Regions from separate parts of the Salmo salar genome. Here region 1 is linked to region 2. Evidence: chromatin contacts called from public Hi-C data. All regions are on one chromosome and are shown on one strand. The core of a region is the stretch at or near the end of the contact, and the rest is flanking DNA. Distances in the headings are between cores, read along the strand shown.

Region 1 (3,269 bases), core at 209-2,708, 57 kb before region 2:
AAGGTTCGTCTGTGCAATAGACTTCAACAAGTGAGTTGCTCATGACACACAGTCCATTAAAATCAGAGGAAATGTCTGACCTCTGAACTGTCGAGATAAAGTGCAATGTACAAGAGAGTGGTTTAACGTATGACTTTGGAGCAAGGCCCGCGGAATCACTGCTTTAGATAAAGTTTTTGTATATATAGCACTGTAGTGCAGGTAGGTAAATCTCCGCCTGGTTGGAACACATTGTTCATTACTGAATGACTCCCATGTAACCACTGCTTAATAGCAGCCTATTGAGGGGATGATGATTTGATTGGACCACTAGGAAGTACATGTTTACTTGTCTTATGTAACGAATGTTCTACACAATCTATTGTATACAGCTGATGGAGTGGGGAATGTTGTAGCCTATATTTTCTCCCCCAAAAGAACTTGCAATTGACACGTGATTCATGCGGGATATGCCAGAAATATGCACCATTCACTCCTTTGACTATTCCCCGGCCAATGTATCCATACTGTCGTTCTAAAACAAATGTACCATACCTATACATACATTGAAGTATTATTCTTTCCAATAAATAGTCTGGTGCGAAATTGTCTAATTTTACTTCCGCTGTGAATGATTCTTTCAGATGAAGCAGTTTATTTTGGAGAACGGTGCTTCGATGTCCCCAAAAGGTGGCACTGTTGAGTTTTAGAACGGCAGATGTATGTCTGCTCTCCACAAATCCTTTGTAATTTTATTTCATAGAACTTCAGCACAGAATCATATGTATTCCTGTATTCTGTCACATACTAATACTGTATGAGCCAACGATGTTGTTCATGTAACTAAGATGATCGTAAAGCATGCTTATGCATTTTGCTTAGGCTACTGGTAGATTTGACCACTTCGAATTTCAAGTAACACGAACTGTGAAAACGTGTGCATAACCATTCCCCCAATATTTGCACATTATAAATCATGAACACTATGTTTTGATACTTTTGAAACTAATATAAATCCTACCACAATACAAAGGCGTTATTACGCATTTATTTTATGACAGCAACTAATAATATATATTATTGCTTCAATAACTTCATATTTTGCATATTGTAATTTACATTTGGATATTAAAATGTTACCATTGCCACTTGCAATAACACTAAATCGAACCATAATGTGCACACAGCCTACTGTCTTTTCCCAACCATGAGCGCAGTGAGATAATTGAATGCATATTTTTTTGTCCAAATGGTAGAATAAACGCCCATTAAAATAATATACCTAAAATGGAGAGGCGAAAGAGTTAAGAGGTTGAATTGCAGCTGACAGTCAGCTGATAGCCTTTGACAGTTGAGAAAAGTTTTGTTTCTGGACTAATATGTTAATTAGCCCATAGATTGTGCGAGCCCATTGGCTCTTCGTCCGAGTCAATTTCCCATTTCCAAACTGACGTCAGGGCGGCTATAAAACTCTGCAATGCTTTTAAACTCATCTGCTGTGATCCTTCTAAAAAATCGCCTACAAGTCAGAGGCATTTTACGTGCGAGGCTACATTTACCCCTCTCCTTCGACATTTCACCCTCTCCGCTTTACGCAATGTAGGCCTATCCATGAAGAAACAGTAATGTGTTAAATGTTAAAAATACCAATTCGCCGAATTTCTCATGCTGAAAGAGGACTCCGCAACTCGCGTGCACGGCTCTGGTGCGTCTGTGCAATAGACTCTGAAAAGAAAACTATTAATTTACAGTTGGAAACACGTCGCTGCAAAAAGGACATTGAAAACCTATTTTTTAACTTTAAGACAAATACGCTTAAAAAGCAAACTGGCTCACGTTCTTCCAAACCAACCCAGTTTGACAGCTGCTCTTCACCCCCTTTGGAGGACTGTCGGCAGCAAGAGGATGGCATCAGAACTGGCAATGAGCAACTCCGACCTGCCCACCAGTCCCCTGGCCATGGAATATGTTAATGACTTCGATCTGATGAAGTTTGAAGTGAAAAAGGAGCCGGTGGAGCCCGATCGCAACATCAGCCAGTGCAGCCGCCTTATCGCCGGGGGATCCTTGTCTTCCACCCCGATGAGCACGCCTTGCAGCTCGGTGCCCCCTTCTCCAAGCTTCTCGTCGCCCAGTCCGGGGTCGGGGAGCGAACAGAAGGCACACTTGGAGGATTTCTACTGGATGTCCGGTTATCAACCGCAGTTGAATCCGGAGGCGCTGGGCTTCAGCCCCGAAGACGCAGTTGAGGCGCTGATCAACAGCAGTCACCAGCTCCAGTCCTTCGATGGCTATGCTAGAGGGCAGCAGTTTGCCGGCGGAGCCGGAGGAGGAGGCACCATGGGCGGGGAAGAGATGGGCTCTGCCGCGGCGGTGGTGTCCGCAGTTATCGCCGCCGCAGCAGCCCAGAACGGGGGGCCCCACCACCACCATCACCACCACAACGGCGGCCACCATCACCAATCACCCGGGGTCTCGTCCAACGGCAGCTCCGGAGGAAACCACCCACACATGGGACATTTGGACGACCGGTTTTCGGACGACCAGCTGGTGGGCATGTCGGTGCGGGAGCTCAACCGGCAGCTACGGGGAGTCAGCAAGGAAGAAGTGATCCGGCTGAAACAGAAGAGGAGGACCCTAAAGAATAGAGGCTATGCGCAGTCCTGCCGCTACAAGCGGGTGCAGCAGCGGCACGTCCTGGAGGGCGAGAAGACGCAGCTCGTCCAGCAAGTCGACCACCTCAAGGCGGAGATCTCCAGGCTGGCCCGGGAGAGGGACGCATACAAAGAAAAATATGAGAAGCTCATCAGCAACGGCTTCAGAGAAAATGGATCCAGCAGTGACAACAACCCTTCCTCCCCGGAGTTTTTCATGTGAGTCTCGACATTATCATGAAAACTGAGTTTGTCAGTTCCCTCATTAAAAAGTTTTCATTGTGATTTTTTTGTAATGGGGCTTACTAGACCAAGAAAACTAATTTGCAAACATTTTTTTCGGTTTTAATTTTTTTGACAACAGGGGTTTACTCAAGTCTGTCAAATAACGGCTTTGAGTTTTGGGGCTTGCAATAGAAAGATGGAACTTTGTCATAATTGTCCTTCATTTTGGAGTAGAAACTGAAACCTGCCATCTTTTTTTTTGCTACCATACTTATTATTTGATGCATATTTTTGTCAAGCTCTTTTTCATCATTGTTCATTTTACTTGCAGTGTTTTGAATATGAACTATCATTTATTATTGTTCGAAGTTGTTTTAACTTTACAATGTTGCTGTATACTATGTGTGCATG
Region 2 (3,243 bases), core at 649-3,148:
CCGTTTCCCCCATAACGAGCTGCGTGGAAATCACATGAGAATATCATCTAATCACAGTGCCTTATAATCACACCTCAGAGCAACACAACATGCCAGGCAGAATAAATAAGAAGGACTAAATAAATGATCAGTGATTGTTTGGCTCTAAGTGCAGTTAGCTCAGCTTCCTGATTTAGTCGAAGCCTTCAGCCATCCCTCAGCGGAGGACTGGTCTTAGCGGAAGAGAATCGGCTAAAAAGACCCATTTGTCTTTATACCTTCAATATTCGATGAGAGACGTTAATTGCACCGTGCTGAAAGAAATGGAGGGAGGAGGGGAGGGAGGGATAAAGGGAGGGAAGAGGGAAGGGAGGGATATACTGGCTAATGGTCCGTAGGGGGAAAAGAAAGGAGGGAGAAAAGAAAAGAGGATTTATATTAGAAAGTTAGAGCATATCCTCGGGAGGTTCCTTTCTCCTCACCCCGTGTGTGTTTTTCTTTTACCTGTGTGCGTCTCTAAGCGCTAATGCTCATTAGCCAGTCTGTGTGATGATAGCTCAGGATCACTGGTAGCGTCAGCTAGCGACCATCACCGCGAGCACTCTGGCTAAGGAGAGAGGCTTCCAACGGTTACGCACCACTCGGCTCTTGTCACCCGGAATTGAGCACACTCCTTAATTCAGTCTTTCTTGGGTTTTTTTGGGTGGGGGGTTTTACCTCAAAAGTTTGTTGGAAAGATATCAACGAATGAAGTCGCTCAAGGTGCACCGCTTTTCATTTTTAAGAGGAATTTAGAGGATGCATATGCATTAGAAAAGTCTTTGTGTGGAGAAAGTGCCAGCGCAGCACTTCATTTTTCCTTCTTCCCATCCTTCCTCTTCTACTCTCTTCTTTCTCTTTAATCTAGGGCTTAGTCCTGATATCTCACTCTGTAATTATCATATCTCCTGGTCCTCACTGATCTGGAAACAGTGGATAAGCATTATCAATTTGGCCTAAACGTATGCAGTGATTCCACCTGTCCAATCAGTTAGAGCAAGGACATTGGACATATTAGACAAAGGGACACCTTTCAGATATTCCGCTTCACCCAAGCGTTTTCAATTATGAAGCCCTCAGGTCCTCACAGTGCTGTAAAGGTTGGGTGCAGTCGCACTTACCGACCACACAGGGCAGTGTATCTGATCCCTCCACCCTAGGGCCTCAGGGCAGGGACTTGCCTCCTGTCAGCTCAACTCCACCCCCCACACCAACCCTACAATCAACCCTTCACTGTCCGCCTGTCTACAGCATACTACTGGTCATAAGCTATCTTCATTAATCATGTGTAGTACAGACGAAAGCTATAAAGACGGGGTCCTTACCACTAAGGGAACAGCGTTACCTGTATTTAGCTTTGAGCAGTGTGTGCGTGCGTGCGTGCGTGCATGCGTGTGTGTATGTGTATGTGTATGTGTATGTGCATGCTTGTGGTTTGGTCAAATTAGATTACAAGGCAGCAATCATGCAAGTTTGTTTTATAATTTTTTCTTCGACATACGCATGCGATAGCGATATTCATAAATACACAATCACAGCTCACAATTACACAAAGACATTCCCTTTTGATGTATGCATGAGTGTGTCCATGTCTGCTTGCAACCAGCATTCAATATCCTATTGCCTCTCGATGTGTGTGTTTGAGTCTTTTTATTAAGGTGTGTGTGTGTGTGTGTGTGTGCATGTGAGTGTGATTCTGTGTGTGTTTGTGTTTGTGTATGTTAGTGTGTGCTCACTACTGCTCCGGTTTTGTCTTTGGGGATCATTTACAACTCTCAACATTTTTATAACAGCCCATTTGGTGCTATTTATATTGATCACACAGGCTGCCAAGCACAAGTACTGGCTCTGAATACAGGCTTCTCCTGAATCACACCATTTCTCTGCCCTCGGCCCTGGACTGCACTGTTATGTTATGCTCTCTCTCTCTCTCTCTCTCTCTCTCTCTCTCTCTCTCTCTCTAAAACAACTAGCTTCCTCTCTGTTGCTTACAGCCCAGTATACACGGCTACATTGCATCACCTCTCTCATAAACCTAGTGTGTCTCCAATGGTCTCAATGACCCTGTATGTTTGTCTCGAAAGGGGAAAGGAGAACGTTACACTTTACAGATGGCAGAAGGATCGTGTTGTGGCTTGCTGAGACGATTTGTCATAGATCAGCTTGGTCTTCGTTTGGCATAGAGGCATGCATGTAGGCTGTTGCACTGTATACCACTCAGCCCTGTATCATGTTCACTAGAGGTGCTGTACGTCTGTGCCTGTCTGCCAGTGGCATGTCCGCATGTGTTTCACTCCTTCTCTTCTTTTATCTCCTTCGTTTTCTTTTTCTCGCTCTCTCTTGTTCTTGTTCTTTCTCTCCCTCTCGCTCTTGTTCACTCGCTCTTTCTCGTTCTCTCTCGTTCTCTCTCTTGTTCTCTCTCTTGTGATGGGCATATAATTAAATGTTCCACATCCATGTCCCTGCTGACATTCACTCTGGGTCTAAGTGTGGATAAGATGTACGACATCAAAAGCTCCTTTTTATTATTCTTAATTGAATTATATGTTCACACTGTTGATTGAGTCACACTCACATTTAACTGCAGCCATGTATGGAAGTTGTGAAAATAGATGTCTTTATTTGTCCGGGGTCCATATGCTGTATGAAGTGACAATTTGAATGGCATGAATGTGTTATGGTGAACTCAATACCAGTCTGGACACATACCTGTATAATACCCTTTTCCCCCTCACTAATTGGGGAGAAACCTAATACTGGGCTCTATTAATAGGACACTCTGCTCAGCTGTGGATGAGTGTCCCTGTGGTGGGGAAACAACATTCCGTCCTTAAGCCTGACCCTGGTACAGTGGTTAGTGACCACATTATAAATCCTGCACTTGGGCCCTGCTACAGTACCTTGAGTGCCATCGGACGCTTTAGCATGTGTGTGTGTGTGTGTGTGTGTGTGTGTGTGTGTGTGTGTGTGTGTGTGTGTGTGTGTCCGTTTGTCAGTTCCACTGTAACATAACCTGGTGTAGAGGGTTCTGTTTTGGTCAGGCCTCATGGCTCGCTGTGGTCCTGGTGGCCTTCGAGCCTCCTCCACTTGTCCCGAGCCGGAATGTGTGAAGAGTTTGGAGTGCCTGGAGCGGCTGGCTTAGAGCTCCCTCCCTGTTGTGGAGACACTCAAGGAGGCCCTCAATGCTCCTGTTTCTCCCAGTGGAAAAGCAGAGGGAAAACAATG

What was found. A called contact is a pair of places that touch in the nucleus more often than the background predicts.
Region 1: a contact with region 2 is called in a Hi-C map of muscle, with 3 times the contacts expected there. The contact joins the promoter of mafa here to the enhancer-like site in region 2. A contact is called at or near these places in 2 of 3 Hi-C or Micro-C datasets (gill and muscle).

What each region holds. Positions count from the first base shown.
Region 1 is chrssa26:23,713,923-23,717,191 of Ssal_v3.1, reverse strand. mafa (MAF bZIP transcription factor a) reads left to right here and starts at 1,458. Exons shown (of 3, transcript XM_014175861.2): 1 at 1,458-2,852. The coding sequence starts at 1,885.
Region 2 is chrssa26:23,656,981-23,660,223 of Ssal_v3.1, reverse strand. All of the region lies in intron 2 of mafa (MAF bZIP transcription factor a), which reads left to right. Among protein-coding and RNA genes, the nearest start is that of mafa, 57 kb to the left of the region's middle. Within about 2 kb of position 1,898, at least 2 of the 13 cell types and tissues checked have an H3K27ac peak or open chromatin away from gene starts, as enhancers often do. A contact at or near this core is called in muscle, where this site is marked.